Regions from separate parts of the Macaca mulatta genome. Here region 2 is linked to region 1. A link is a contact called in public Hi-C data. All regions are on one chromosome and are shown on one strand. Each heading gives the region's core, a stretch centred on a gene start, on an enhancer-like site or on the middle of the called end of the contact. The rest is flanking DNA. Distances are from core to core; before and after follow the strand shown.

What was found. Hi-C and Micro-C count contacts between places; a contact is called where the count stands out from the background.
Region 2: a Hi-C map of fetal cortex germinal zone shows a contact between it and region 1, with 9 times the contacts expected there. The contact joins the promoter of SSBP3 here to the enhancer-like site in region 1. A contact is called at or near these places in 9 of 14 Hi-C or Micro-C datasets (CD4 T cells, blood, cortical neurons and 6 more).

Annotation. Positions count from the first base shown.
Region 1 is chr1:186,117,418-186,124,866 of T2T-MMU8v2.0, reverse strand. No RefSeq gene overlaps it. Among named protein-coding and RNA genes, the nearest start is that of ACOT11, 54 kb to the right of the region's middle. Within about 2 kb of position 4,801, at least 28 of the 40 cell types and tissues checked have an H3K27ac peak or open chromatin away from gene starts, as enhancers often do. A contact at or near this core is called in CD4 T cells, blood, fetal cortex germinal zone and 1 more, where this site is marked.
Region 2 is chr1:186,197,653-186,205,101 of T2T-MMU8v2.0, reverse strand. It overlaps SSBP3 (single stranded DNA binding protein 3), which reads right to left and starts at 3,892. Exons shown (of 18, transcript NM_001261084.1): 1 at 3,750-3,892; 2 at 2,666-2,738; 3 at 2,385-2,446. The coding sequence starts at 3,805.

The DNA.
Region 1 (7,449 bases), core at 3,552-6,051:
ATATAAAGAAACTATGGGCCAGGTGCGGTGGCTCACGCCTGTAATCCTAGCACTTTGGGAGGCTAAGGTGGTGGATGTTCTGAGGTTGGGAGTTCGACACCAGCCTGGCCAACATGGAGAAACCACGTCTCTACTAAAAATACAAAATTAGCCGGGCATGGTGGCACATGCCTGTAATCCCAGCTACTTGGGAGGCCAAGGCAGGAGAATTGCTTGAACCCGGCAGGTGAGGTTGCAGTGAGCTGAGATTTGCGCCACTGCACTTCAGCCTGGGAAACAAGAGCAAAATTCCGTCTCAAAAAAAAAAGAAAAAAGAAAAAAAGAAACTATGAACAAATTAATTTATGTTTTTTGGTACTAAGTCTTTCAAACTCTGGCACGTAGTTTACACTCACAGCACCTCAATTTGGATTGGCCACATGTTGTGGCCTCATTAGCCACATGTGGCAAGTGGTTGCCATACTGGATAGTGCAGCTCTAGAATATGGGCTCTTCTTGGTCAGGGACTCTGTATTTTTCATCTCTTTCTTTAGTGGCTAAAAGGGTGTCCTAGGTAGAGGACACAGCATTTGCAGATACAGAATCATGAAAGAACAGAGAATATTCAGGGAACAATACGCTGTTTGGTGTGGCCAGGGTGTAAGGTAAATCAGTGGGGAGGAGTGAGCTATGGGGGCTGCATGTGTGCCTGGAGCCAGGTGAAGAAAGGCCTTAAATAATGTGCAAAGGAATTTGGACTTCGGTTATGTGGGCAACTCAGGTCATCGTTTATTTATAAGCAGAGGCATGTTGCATTCAGGTTAAGGCTTCAGAAAGAGACTTCTGGTAGGCAGCCTGGAGGGTAATTTGGAAGGGATAGTGACGAGGCAAGGAGACCAGCTAGAAAGCTGATGCAACAATATACGTAGGTGAGGAGTGATGAGGCAGCAGGGAATGCCTGGAGAGGGAGTAAGAAGGCAGAACCTCAGGACTTGGAGACTGGCTGCCTGGAGGTGGAGTGGGAAGTCAAGAATAACTCCCAAGTTTCTAGCTCGTGGTGCCAGTTTTCCGAGCCAGGACACATAGGAGGAAGGGGAGGAGGAGCAGGTCTGATGAGGACATGAAGAGTTCCATCTTGGTAAATGCTGACTTTGAGATATTAGCAAGACATCTTGGTGGATACCTGCAGCAGTGGTTAGGATAGACTGGGCTAGAGTTCATAGATGGTAAGTGAGCTCTCTGTCACTTGTGGCATTCAAGTGGGGGCTGGACACACACTAGCCTGGGATGTTGTAGAGGGCCTTTGTGTATCTCAGGTGAGCTGGGCCCTGTGATTTCTCAGCCTGGACAGTTTCTGACCCTAGGGTTTTGTTGCATGTGTGTATGGGAAGCTATCTATCAGAGCTTGAGCATGTCTGTAATTTGGGGACCTCTGTGGTCTAGAGGTGGTTTGTTTTTTTGGACCTTAGCTCACAATTGGAACTGGGGCAGGATTACAGGCATGACGGCTGCGCCGGGGCAGAGGCTCCATCTCCACAGGCCACAAGGCACAATCACCCCACTGTCCTGTTGGACATATATCTAAGAACCACAGAACATGAAAGATCCTTGATCTTTGAATAGCCTTCCTCCACCCCAGTTTGATTTGTGGGCAGACTGAGGTCCTTGATCAAGGTCACAGGATAGGGCATGGCTTCGCTGAGGTGGATTCATGCTAGATCCTGGTACCACCTCCTCAAACCCCCAGGGACCTCTAGTGTTTGCCTCTCATTGCCTTTCCTTAGCATGAGAGATGTTCTTTAACACACATGGAAAGAGATCCTAATTCTTTTTAATTAGGAGGATACAAAGGGAGAAGTCAGGAGACTGCCCCCACCCACGGTTGGGAGACTAAGTGCTCCCCAAATTACACAGCAGATGCCAGGGCTCCGGCAACAAGACCCAGCTTGATAGCTTTGTGGTAACCACAGCCAGCACAATTTTATTTTATGTTTTAACTCCTCAGTGATATATGGACCTCTCACAAGCAGGAGAAATGGCATCCAGAACTTCTCCCTTTAAAAAAAATAATTTTTGAACTTGCGCAACACACGCCCAGTTTAATTAACCCTTTTGTCAGGAAGCTTGGTCTGCCCCAGGCGGTGTGAGAAAACTGTTTCTGCTCTGTGCGGTGGGAGTAGTACAAAAAACATGTGCCAGCTTGGGCACTGCCTTGCCCTGGGACCCATGGCTGCCCCTCTGGGTCTTCGCTGGACAAATTACTCTGTGGGCAGTTTCATGTGCCTCCTCTGGGGTCTCTTATTTTTTTCTGCTTTTAAAATTTCAGTCTCAGTTGTGCCACTGCTCTCCAGCCTGGGTGACAGAGCGAGACTCCATCTCAAAAAAAAAAAAAAAAAAAAAAAAGTCAGCCTCTGGTGCCTGGGTGCCTGTTCTATAGGAGACTGCATCGCATCTCTGCACCCCTCAATCCCTATTCCCACACAGCCTTGCTATTCAGAACTGGAACCACAGTGTCTCTTTTTTCTTTTTTTCTTTCTCTTTTTTTTTGAGACAGAGTCTGGCTCCGTCGCCCAGGCTGGAGTGCAATGGCACAGTCTCGGCTCACTGCAACCTCCACCTCCCAAGCAGGTTCAAGCGATTCTCTTGCCTCAGCCTCCCAAGACGCTGGGATTACAGGCGCCCCCACCACTCCCAGCTAATTTTTTTTTTTTTTTTTGTATTTTTAGTAGAGACAGGGTTTTGCCATGTTGGTCAGGCTGGTCTAGAACTCCTGCCCTCAGATGATCCACCCACCTCGCAAAGTGCTGGGATTATAGGCGTGAGCCACTGCACCCGCCAGGCAACCACAATGTTTCAAATCAAAGCTCACTTCTGACCCCCTCCCACTCCCTCATCTGCATGTACTAAAGGGACTGAGGAGCCCCCACCCCACCACACCCCACCTCACCATCTCTGACTGTGTCCATTCCTCCCTGGCCACACTAACTCTGCTTAACGTTGCTGGTTTTACTGCACCTCTCTCTGCCCTCTGGTCTCTTTGCTTTTTAACACTCAGCTCTGTTCTGTCACTTCCTTGGCCAGAAAGCTTCAGGCTCCCCACTTCCCAAATTGTCTGAGGGAAAAAGCCCCAACTTCTGCCCCTCCTAGGCTTGGGGTCCCAAGACCTAGCCTATTCCCAACCCCTTTCTGTTTTCCACGCTCCATTCATTCAATGTGCAAATATTTGTTGAGCCCTTACTATGTGCCAGGAATTATGTTGGGCATTCAGGAGATTGTTGATGCACAAATGCACAGAAACCAAGTGTGTTTTGAGAGCTCAGGGGTTCAGGGGCTCTGAGGAGGGGCACCGAATTGAGAGAGGGACTGGGCTGCCGCCAGCTCTCTTCTCACTGGTTTCCTGTTTACCATTAGCAGCTGCCCATCCCTCCTTAGCGCATAAATACCCAAGTGAACCTTGGTATGTTTTCAGACCCGCAGCTCAATCACAAGCATGAAGCAGGCGACTTGAAATCCATCTTTAGCTGCCTTGAAAACCTGCACAGGACCCCCTTTAGATTCTTCCTGCCCACACTCTCCCCAAGTTCTGTCTTCCTCTCCCCCTTTTGAGGACATATGGCCCCTTGAAGTTTTTGTTTGCTTGCAGTAGGAGAAAAACAGCTTTAAGTGTAGGGGGTTTTTCCTTTTTTTTTTTTTAAATTTTTTTTTTGTTAAGCATCAAGAGACACAGCAATCTGCTTGGAGATACTGTACGTGCATAATTAATAAAATCGCATTATTTATTTATAAAGAGACACACGAGGAACGGGAGAATTAGGGCTATCCCCATTATATATGAAGAGAGAGAGAGAGAGTGGAGAGGCAAAAATACTTTTTGAACATTAGATCCTTCCAGAGAAGTGTCTCGTAATAGGCGGTGAATAAAACGGCCTGTGCTCCTCATCGAAGCCCTGTGCCCAGAAGGCATCAGAAAGCAGAAACCTGGTTTAGGGGCTTAAAAAAGGAACAGGATCGATGTGGCGCTCGCAGTGCCCAGCATGCCGGCGTTGAGTAGTTGGCAGGAGAGCAAGAGAGAGAGGAGGCGCGGTTGAGGGTTTGGCCGCCGGGATAGAGGCTTGAGAGCCAGTCTGGGGCTTCCAAAAGAGGGGGCCTTGGGCCACAGAATCTCTGGCAGGTGGGGGAGAAACGGCTACCCCACTCGGCACCGCATAAATAACCCAGATGCCGGCGAAGGGGAGCCCCTGGTTTCGATGAGACCACTGCAAGCCAGGTCACATGAACTTGGTGGTGGTGAGGGGGTTCTAGATAGCAGCTTTGTCCTTGGACCTCTGCATCCCGGATGCCCGGGCAACACCGCCAAAATCAATAACCCAACTTATTATATAACAGCCTCGGAGACCGGGAGGCAGGGGTCAGGTCCTCCCAGGCTTCTAGAGCTGTCGGTGGACCTTCTCTCTCCTTGTCTCTCTCCCTTTCATTTTTTCTTGAGACATGCTTTAAAATAGAAAACAGGCTTGTGTAGGAACCAAACACATAGAAAGGGGGTGGTTTGTAGGGATTTTTCCCCCCATCTCCCTCGAGGGCAAGCAACTCCTGCAGCGCCACTCTCGGCCTTCCCCGGGCTGTGGGCTTGGCACGGGGGGCGGCGCTGGGGGAGCGGCGTCGGCCGGGGCAGCAGCCTCCGCAGGGTTACCCGGACGCGTGCAGGGAAACGTCTCAGCAATTCCAGCGCCCGAGCGGAGCGCGCGGGGGGGTGGGGGCGCGCGGCGCGGGGCACCTTGAAACCGCCGGCGGCCGCGCGCTGATTGGCCGAGCCGCCACCTCGGCGTTCCAGCCAGGCTCCCCTCCCCCCGCGCCGTCCACCCCGGAAGGAATTTCCTCCTCTGGCGGCCGCTATTGTTGTCCACCTTCGCTGTTTGGGTCGGATCGCGTAACCATAGTATCCAAACTGTGACTGTGCGGGGCCCTAGCCTGGGACCCCTGTGCCCCCACCCCCCAGCCAACCCCCCACTTTTTTTTTCTTTTTGCAGCCTACTTATCATGACTTCATCGGACTCCGGGGAGCGGGAAAGGGGGTTGGGGCGGGGAGCGGGGAGCGGGCCCGCTTCTGGCGGCCCTTCGAGATGTTTTCAATTATAATTTTTAAAAAAGTCTGCTTTGTGGGTTCGGGGCTTAAAAATTCTTCCTACTTGCCCCCCTCCCCATGAAACCGTTGGACCAAACTTGAATGGGGGTTTCCTCCTTTTCCCCTTTACGGTCTATGCTCCAGCCCCTGACTTTACGGCTCACGGCTGGGGGTTGGGGGAAATTCGCAGCAGGAGTCGCCCCCCACAAAACGCTACCCTTCGGATCGTGGCTGTGTCCTAGCCCCTGGGCTTGGGTTTGAGCTGGGGAAGCGAGGCTGGTGGTGGGGTGGAAACATCACCCACTGCAGCAACCCCCACTCTGGGGCGCTTCCTGGCAGGCTTGGGGGATCCCCGGAGATGGATCTGGGGTAGGTGGTACTGGGTGGATGCCCATCAGACATCGGGGAGGGGTGACGGGGTTAAAGGGGAGACAGGGGAAGCAGCTGACAGGTTATTGGAAGAACAAGCCCCCTCGCCCCTCGAATTTCTCCCACGAGTCTCTGAGCTCAGACATCCTAGTCCGCGCAGGCAGCCCGAGCCGAATGCCTGCTCCCAACCCCGGCCAAAAAAAAAAGAAAAACCAACCCCAGACAAAAACCCTGTCCCCAGAAGTACGGCTAGGAGAGGTGGGGAGCCAGCAGCAAGTCCGCACCGAGCCGGCTGCGCGCAGCGCGGGAGCCCCCGGGCTGGGGCCGGCAGCGGGGGGCGGTATGAGTGCCGGGCGGTGGAGGGGTTGTCCAACATTCCCAGAACTCAAGTATTCTCCCGGCGCTGGGCCGGGCGGGGGCAGTGGCGGCAGCGGCCCAAGTTCGGGGCAACACTGCCCCCTAGGGGCCGCCACGGCAGGTTTGCAGCTGGGGCGGCGAGGGGTCTGGAGTTTCGGGTCTAGCCCTGGGACCAGGCACTTTACTTTGGCCCACTGTGTTTCACCGGCCAGCGGAGCCGGGGAGTACCCGGGCGGGGCTACCGTGATCCCCTGGCAGACCACTGACAGGCCAGAGGAGAGCCTTCAAGTGCCAGTTCAGGGAGCTGGGGAGATATGGTAGTAGGGTTTGTATTTTTGCTCTAGAATTTAAAACTTCGGCAGACAGTTTCCCATAAGCTCTCAGTGATGGATGGGAACTTAAGATCATTGACTGAGTCCCCTCATTGTGCATTGGGGAAACTGAGGCCCAGAGACGGGAATGATTTGCTCAGGGATATGGAGTTTGAACCTAGTCCTCCTGGTTGTCATCTGGGGACCTGTGGCTTTTTTGGTGCTCACGGAGCCCTCTTTGATTCCTCTGACACTGATGGCTCCCTATCAGAGAGGCATCACCGCTCTCATTTTACAAATGAGAAATCAGAGAGGTCTCGACTTGCTCAGAATTTCTCCCACGGGTCTCTGAGCCTGCCATGGTCCCTGGGCTCACACAGCCCATCTTTTTTTCCAACCCTCTAGACCATAGGAACTTGGGGGACTTGAACCTTAGGGTCAATCAGCAGGCCAGCTTTCTGCTCTGGGGCCCTATGGTATTCTACAGTCATCCCTTCCAGACCTGGGTGGAGGTGGCTGCTCCAGACTGGTGGTGGGGCAGGGGTAATCCAACAGCAGGGTTGAGTTTGCTGAAATCTGGGCTCTTGGCCTCTAAACAGCTGCCATCTCTGGGCCTCAGCTCCCCCATCTCTAGAATGGTTGGTAGCAAGAGGATGGAGAAGGCGTCTGGCAACTCCCAGTCGGGGGTGACACTGTACGGCCCCGCCTCTTTGGTCTGCCATGCCCGCTCCTCTCCTTCCCTTCTAGGTTGGGGTCTGCAGGCTAGCTTTCTCCTGCCCTCCCTTCCTCCCTCCCTGCAGGGCTCCTGCGGCCGCCCCTCCCTCCTTCCCCTCCCGTCTCCCCTCCCCTTCTCTCCTCTCCTGGCAGGCGCAGAGCTGACTGCGGGAGGGAGCGGTGGGCACGGAGCCAGCAGAGCGTCAAGTCAACCCCTGGGGAAGACGGGGCGTGGGGGGCTGCTGGCTGCTGCTGAGGCGCTGTCAGAGGCTGCAGCTCTGCGCTGGCGGGGGCAGAGTCCCTAGGGGTTATTTGTGTCCAAGGTAACTGGTGTCCGAGCTTGCTGCTAGCCTCCTCCCTGTCCCTAGAGACCAGGGGAACTGCTCTGGGAGTCATCTGGAGACCTCCCTCTCCCTCACTGCCCACGAGCAGTCAGGCATCAAGTCTGGGCCTTTCTCCCCTTAAATATCTCTCGTCCGGTTTCCTCAGCCACTGCCTTCTGATCTCCCAGGGGCTCTAAACTGTCCCCTCCAGGCCTTCCTCCAACACTGGGAACCTCTCCTGTGAAGCCCGGCCTTCTGCTGCCCTCATGGCCAA
Region 2 (7,449 bases), core at 2,643-5,142, 81 kb before region 1:
CGTGCCCGATGCCTCACACCCGTATTACTTGTGTCTACCATAGACTATAAGGTAGGCAATTTTCTCTCCACTTTACACAGGGGGCAACTGAAGCTCAAAGGGGTTAGTAGAACCCACTCATGGATGCCCTAGGAGGACGAACGCAAATGTGGATGAGAACCCATACTGGTCTCATCTGTTTTCTTTTCACCACCCAAACCAAAATGGCTGCATATCCTAAAAAAGGTTCAAGTGCCAAAGTCAGGACATAACTATGATTCATACATCCAGCAATCTAGGAGAGACTCTGTCAATAAAGGAAATTTTACAGGTTCTTAATCCCAGAGCCCACACCTCCACCCTTCCCACCCCACCCCCACTCCCACCCAAGCCCTCCCCCAAGGAATTCTTATGCAAGAACCACTCCTCCCTCCACGCACCAAAAAACACAAATCAGTTAGGCAAAGGACAGGTCATGGACATCCAAGTATCTGGTCCTTTCACACTGCAGTAGAGGGCCCTCTTCAGAGAAGCACCTGTCAGCAAAGGGAAGAAGGAAGCAAGCCCAGAAATGCCTGCCTCATCCCCCACTAAAGATTTTGTAGGGTCACTCCAACATTTTGTACGAGAACAGACATACAAGTCCTATGTCAACCAATAAAGCCCTATTCAAAGACGGAGTTGTCACTGTTATTAACAAGGGACCTAAGAAACTCTCCAGATCAGGAGCCCAAGGCCCAGGGACAGAACCAGCTTAAAGGGTAAAGTGGGCACCAAAACCAAAGTCCGACTCCTGGTCCAATGCTCTTGTCCTCGTCACAAACAGGCAGCTCTGCAAGTCATCAGACAAGCATCTCACTCAAGGTGTGTGAATAATGCAGCCTGCCCCTCACCAGACAAGCTCCACTGCTTCCTCCTTGGGTCATTTTGCTCAGTGTCAAATCGCAGGAACCAACTTCTACCAAACAGGACCACAGCCACTCATAAGCCACCATCGCCCGGGCCTCACACAACAGACTCTACGTTCCTATGCCTGAGATAAGGATGGAGAAGTTTCAGGAGCTCCTGGATATAACAGGAAAATCAGGGACTTCTACTAGCTGCAGAGAGGGGCTAAAGAACATTTCTTTCTGTCTTCTGGAACTGTACACATCTGATTACCTCCTCCACACGTTAAAGGTTTCCAACACTACATATTCCCCAGCGCCTTCACTCATAAGCCTAAGTAACCTTCAATCATAAGCCTAACTTTCTACAAGATCCAAGCCGATCAGAGCTGCCAACCCCATCCACACACTCCCTCCAAAAACAGCCACAGAAAACCTATCACCCACTCCTACAGGTGGAATCCTTCCGCCACACTAATGCCTCCAAGACCTGCAGTTCCGAGGTTGGCAGAAGTAATTAAAAACTCATTTTCTCTGCACAAGTTAGAACAGACACTTCATCCTCCTGCTGTTCTAAGACTTAGAACAGTAACCTGAGCTGGCAGGTAAACCCGCTAAGATGCCAACAGACATGAGACAGGACACACCGTTTTGTTGAACTCCATCAAAGTATCAAAAGCCACTCTGCTTTCTTTTCTGTTTCAAAAGGATGTTAAAGACTCCACCAGTCAGTGGCACAAAACACCGGGGTCATACACTTAGGGCAACTGGGTCCGGCTGACCCTAAGCTCCCTCTTGGCTGTCGTATACCCAACAGAGACCAAACCTGCGGTGGCCCCACACCCAAAGGACACAGAGACCTGGTAAGAGAGTCACAGAGAGTGGGAGCCCCTAACTACAGACACTGTGAGGTCGACTCTGACCAGTTAAGGTTCTGCCTAAAACAACACTTTGTGGTTTTAGTGGGGGAGGGGGGCGGGGAGCTCCCAGAGGAAAGGAAGGACCAGTCAGTCTGAATCAGTATCTTTAAAGGAAGTGGCAGCCCTTTCTTGCTTTTTCTCAGGGTGCCTGGAAAAAGCCCCGTAGATGTCCTATCTTAAGGTTGTAAGCTCCGAGGAGAAAAAGGAACGGACAGGCTAATTGTAAAACAGACCTGGTATCCCCTCCACGCCGCCCCACCCCCACTCCTCTAATTAAAGCAACATGCAGAATTGACAAAAATCCTCCAATGTTTTTTCAAACCCTTGCCTAGAGCCCCAGAGTGAGATGTAAAAGTAAGGAGTTTCTACCCCAACATCACAGATTATTTTGTCGTTTTTCCCCAAAACTTCAGGTAGCATCCTCTTCTGCCCTTTTCCTCCTTGGCCAGCTGGGCCGGAGTGCCTCGAGGTGCCCCGCTCTGTGCAACGCGGAGGGCCACAGGGTGGAGGGCCTGCTCCAGGCCTCCCTTCTTTGTTCACTTGGACCCAGGGCTCAGAACAAAACAAACACACATGCAAAACTATCACACAAACTTACCACCACCACGAGTGCAAAAACCCAGGCGGTTCTCCCAACGTGATGTTTTTTTCCCATCGAATCTGGAAAGGTAAGAGCGGAGGCAGCTTAGAGGAGTAGACACGGGGTGGGCTGGGGGCTTCCTAGAGCCAAAAGGCTGGGAAGACCAACTAACAATAAATGCCAAAAGGTGATAAAAATTCAAAATGGTGGCCACAGTGGCTGCTCCTGAAAACAAAGGCTCTAAGAATAGTGGGGAGGGGGGTGTCAAGAAATTGGATGCTGGGGGGAGTCCCACTCACCTCCGATAAGAAGGTCTGTGCAGATTTCTGTGCTCCTACGTGCAGTAAATATTCGTAGACGTATAAAGCTAACCTGGAAAGTGGGCAGGGAGCAAAGAGAGAGGGGAAGGAGTCAGATCCCACCGGCGCTCTCCAGGACCTTGCCAGCAGGCTTTGAGCCCTGTCTGCGCCGTCCCATTGTGGCCCCGACCAGAGGTAAGCAGCTAGCTAACCCCAAACAGGGCCGCCAGGTGCGAACAGTTAGGGGGTGGGGACCGGGGAACGCGTTACCTCAAGCAGTGAGGGATGGAGAGCAGCCCCAAACTTGAACTTCCAAGTCGCGTCGGGGACAAACCCACCTAGGTTCCTCAAACTCGCAAGCCACTCGACCCCACAGCCACCTTGCCTTTCCCGACCCAGTCCTCGCTACGCTCTCCCCGGCTTTGGAGGTCCAGGGAGACTCAGCCCTGGACTCCGGGTGCTTGGCGCGCTCTAGAGAGGGCAGCAAAGCACCACCCTCGTCACCTCCCCCCAAACAACTGTGCCCCAAGTCTGGGGCCAAGCCGGCGCCACCGTCGCTGCCTAGCCCGGCGTCCGAGGACGCGGACCCAGTGACGAATACGAGGGCAGGGAAGGGAGAGCGCTCCCGGCCGAACAAAGCCCCCGGCACGCACTCCTCACGCCGCCGGCGGACAAAAGGAGGCTTCGGGGCTGCAGAAGCCACGCGCCCCCTGCCCGCGCCCGGTGGGCAAAGTGCGGCCACCGCGGCGAGCGCCCGGCTGGAGCGAGCGTCCAGGCTCGCTGGCGGGACCTCGCCCACCACTCACCGCGGGGCCCCGCGCCCGGCCCGCGCCACGGCCACCAAGTACCTCCTCCGGCGGCTCCCCCCGCCGCCCCTTCCCCGATCTCCCAACCTCCGCCGGCTCCCAACAATGGGTTCTCCCACGCCGCCCGCCCCGGCCTCGGGGAAGGGGCCAGGCAGGCGGCGCCTGGACCCGGGGGCCAGAGGGCGCAGCAGCCCCCGGCCCCCGCCCGCCCACCTGCCTCCCACCGCCCGCCCGCAGCCCGGCGGCGGCGCGGCCGCCACTTGCAAAATAGGGCTTACTTTTCCCGAGCCTGCCCGTCCGAGGGCACCGCCGAGCCTTTGCCTTTGGCAAACATGGTTTGCAGGGAAGAGGGCGCCGAGCCTCGCCGCCGCCGCCGCCGCCGCTACCGCTCCGGCTCTCCCGAGCTGCCCCTCGCTCCCGGCCCCCTCCCCGGCGCTCGCTCGCTCTCTCGCTCGCTGGCGCTCTCCTCGCCGCGCTCCCCTCCCTCCCCCCCAGGCGCTGGCTCCGCGCTCTTTCCAGCTGTCAAAGCGTCAGCCCCGGCCGCGGCCCCATCGCCCTGGAACTCCTCCCGCGCCGGCTCGGCCTGGAGTGCCGCCGCCGCCGCCCGCACGGCCGCCCGCTCTCCGCTCGCTCGCGCGCCCTCCCGGCTCCGCCTGCGCCGCCCTCTGCGCCTCCAACACCGCTGCCGCCGCCGCCGCCGCCGCCGCTGGTCTACTTGGAGCTCAACCGAACGTGGCTACCCGGGCGAGGGAGCGAGGCGGGCGGCAACGTCCCGCGATGGATGGCCGCGTCGACCAATCGGCACACGCGGGGGCGGGCCCGGGCCGGCCGGGAGGGACGCCCTGACAGCGCCGGCCGCGGCAGTCCCCGCTGCGGCCGCCTCCGCGGAGCCGCTGCCTGCTCCTGCGAGCGAACTGGGGGCGTCCGGGGGCGCGAGCCTCTCTTTTCTGTCGCCGGGGCGGGGGACGACGTGGATCGGGCTGGGGGCACCCTGGTCTCCTCGCCCCAGCGAGGAGGGGGATCTGACTGGCGCTCCCCGCGGCGTGGACCACTGGGGGTTAGGGGGGCGCTGCGGCAGCGTCCGGTGGGAGGGGGCGCAGACCCCCAAGCGGTCGCCGCTCTCTCCCTCCTGCCACGTCCGTCTCCCTTATCTGCTCCTCACCTCCCCCCCGCCGCGGCCCGCGCCAGCCCAGCCCTTATCTCGCCCTTCCCTCTCGGTAGTCCTCCCCCTAGGCTCCGACCCCGAGCCCCTCCCCAGACTCCAGCCCGGCCCCCAGCCCGCCCCGCCCCCGGGCCTCACTCTCGCCCAGTCTAGCTTCCGAGCGCCGGGCCCGGGGCTCCACGCTGAGAGCGGCGCGGCTCGAGCCGGCGCCGAGGCGCGCGGCTGCTCCTTTACTAGATCATTAAAATACTTTGGAAAACCCCAAAGTGGAGCCGCGCGAAAATGGCCTTTGGCGTGCTTTGGGGAGCTGGGGGGGTTGGGGACAGGGGACTTCAACTAAGAGGAACGAGAGTGATTTCTCCCAAATTTCCAAGGTTTGCCAGTCCTGGCAAGTTAGCCCTTCGGCTTCTCCACGGGAAAGGGTGCCACTCGGGGATGGGGGGGCGTCACCTGGGCGGCCTGCGACGCGGAATGCGCGCCACAGAAATGTGCAAACTTCAAATAAATGGAGCTAAATTGGGGAGTAGGGGACGAGAGTCAGGCGTAGGGGGAGGGGAAGCTTCCATTGTCAGTGACCCAGGTGTACAATGGGAAATTGAGGGGGGCTGGCAGAGTGACCCAGCTATTTGCTGCTGACTCCTTTCTGCCCACGCCGAGAACCCAGAAGACACACTGCGTGCCCCTCATTAGAGACTCTTAAGACCAGGTACCGGCGAAATAGGGGAAGGCTCCCCCATTTTCAGACTGTTTTTAGAGAGCGGATCTCTTTAAATGGGATAAAACACTGTCGGCACTGTCTCTTTAAAAGAGTCAAGCAGAAAAAGCTGTGTAAGCGCTGATTGGCTGCCTGTTTGGATACATCTTTAGGGGAGCCTTGAAACTGTTAGCCTAGGTTGATTTTTTTTTTTTTTTTAACTGCGCTGTTCCAATAAACAAGTAACGCCCCTCCCCCTAACATGCCTCGCACCAAACAATTAAAGGATAGGTCAGTGTCCTGGGGAAAACACGTTTCAAGTAGGAAAACTCAGAACTAGATTTCAACAAAATAAACAATAATTCCCTACCATTAAAGTTTGCTTATTTTGATCTGTAGAAGAGAGAAAAGGGGCTTTTAAAAGAAATGCCCCGCAGCTAAAGGATCTGCGTTGGTTCAGGAAGGAGACTCTGGGTGCATTTTTGGAATAATATTCTACTCAATGTAACAACCTCCTTAAATTAGAATACAGCCAGGCCCTGCGGACACTTCCGGACTCACTCTGCTCCCTTCCAGGACCCAGCGCTCACAGGGGAAAGGGGCAGAAAAAAGGAACGCTGAGACCTAGTTTATGGGCGTCTCTGTGCTAGTCCCTATTTTAAAGGTTGTTTTGTGAATGAGGGAAGCATGGAGGTTGGGAGTTGGAATACAAGGATAGAGGAGAGAAGGAAATAATTACAGTTATTTTTTCCCCTAGGCAGTTTAAATTCAGTAGGGCTAACTTAAGGTACCTTAGAGCCCACACTAATTAAATTGGCCTGCTCATACCCTTCCCCTGGTCTTCCATCTATTTTGAATGGGCTAGGAATGGCCAGGGATGGCTTGTCAACAGACTGACTCACAAGAAGCCTGACTCATCTTGTGTCTGCAAGGCCCACAAATTAGGAGTATCGGTTTGGTCCTGGCTAAAAAAAGAGAAGACACTGCCCTTCTCCGGCCCTACTATGACCCAGGACTCTACCAGATTGGCCATGCCTCTACCAACTTCATGGCTGCAACACAAGCATATCTATTTGAGCATCAGTTGCTTCATCTGTCAAATGGCAAAGGGAGGTTAGAAGATCTTCAGTATCAAGGCCGGGCGCGGTGGCTCACGCCTGTAATCCCAGCACTTTGGGAGGCCGAGGCGGGCGGATCACAAGGTCAGGAGATCGAGACCACGGTGAAACCCCGTCTCTACTAAAAATACAAAAAAAAAATTAGCCGGGCGCGGTGGCGGGCGCCTGTAGTCCCAGCTACTCGGGAGGCTGAGGCAGGAGAATGGCGTGAACCCGGGAGGCGGAGCTTGCAGTGAGCCGAGATTGTGCCACTGCACTCCAGCCTGGGCGACAGAGCAAGACTCCGTCTCAAAAAAAAAAAAAAAAAAAAAAAAAAAAAAAAAAAAAAAAAAAAAAAAAAAGAAGATCTTCAGTATCTCTTGATAATCTGATGTGCTACAGTGTTAAGATTTCCCTTCTATATTTTTCTCTCCCTACCACCACCCTGGAAAAAGGACAAAAGGACTAGCACCTCCTTTCCCATGTGACAAGAAGAGAAGGGTAGTATTCAGAGACCCTGTGCCAGGCATTCTGTGGTCAGCCCTTTGCTGGAACTTGACACAACAAAGCTGCACGTTGGTTGGTAGATTCCTTGTTGGAGCTAAAAGAGATGGTGAGAGAGTCCAGGCAGAGAGAGCAGGGAGAGTCTTAGCCACCCCTCACCCCTGCTGGCTAGAAGATTGCTGAGGGGTTCCCTGGAAGTGGGACCACTCAGCAGCCCTAACTAGGTGTGTGGCTGCTGGCACAATTATCCAAAATGTGGTCAGATCAGAAGCAAGTCCAAACACCCATGAGCAGCACTCAAGGCCCCAGTCTACCTTTCGCCTCTGGATCTCCCCAGGCCCCATCTTTGGGCCTGATGTCTCTCTTCCTGGAATGCTTCCTGCCCCACCCAGTTCCCTTCTTCTGCCATCCTTTCAGGCTAACATCCCCTCCGGTGCCATCTCCTCCACAAAAACCTCCCTGCTTTTCACTCCTGGAGCGAAACCTGTCCTTCTGTCCCTCCAATCTTATCTCATTTTGCT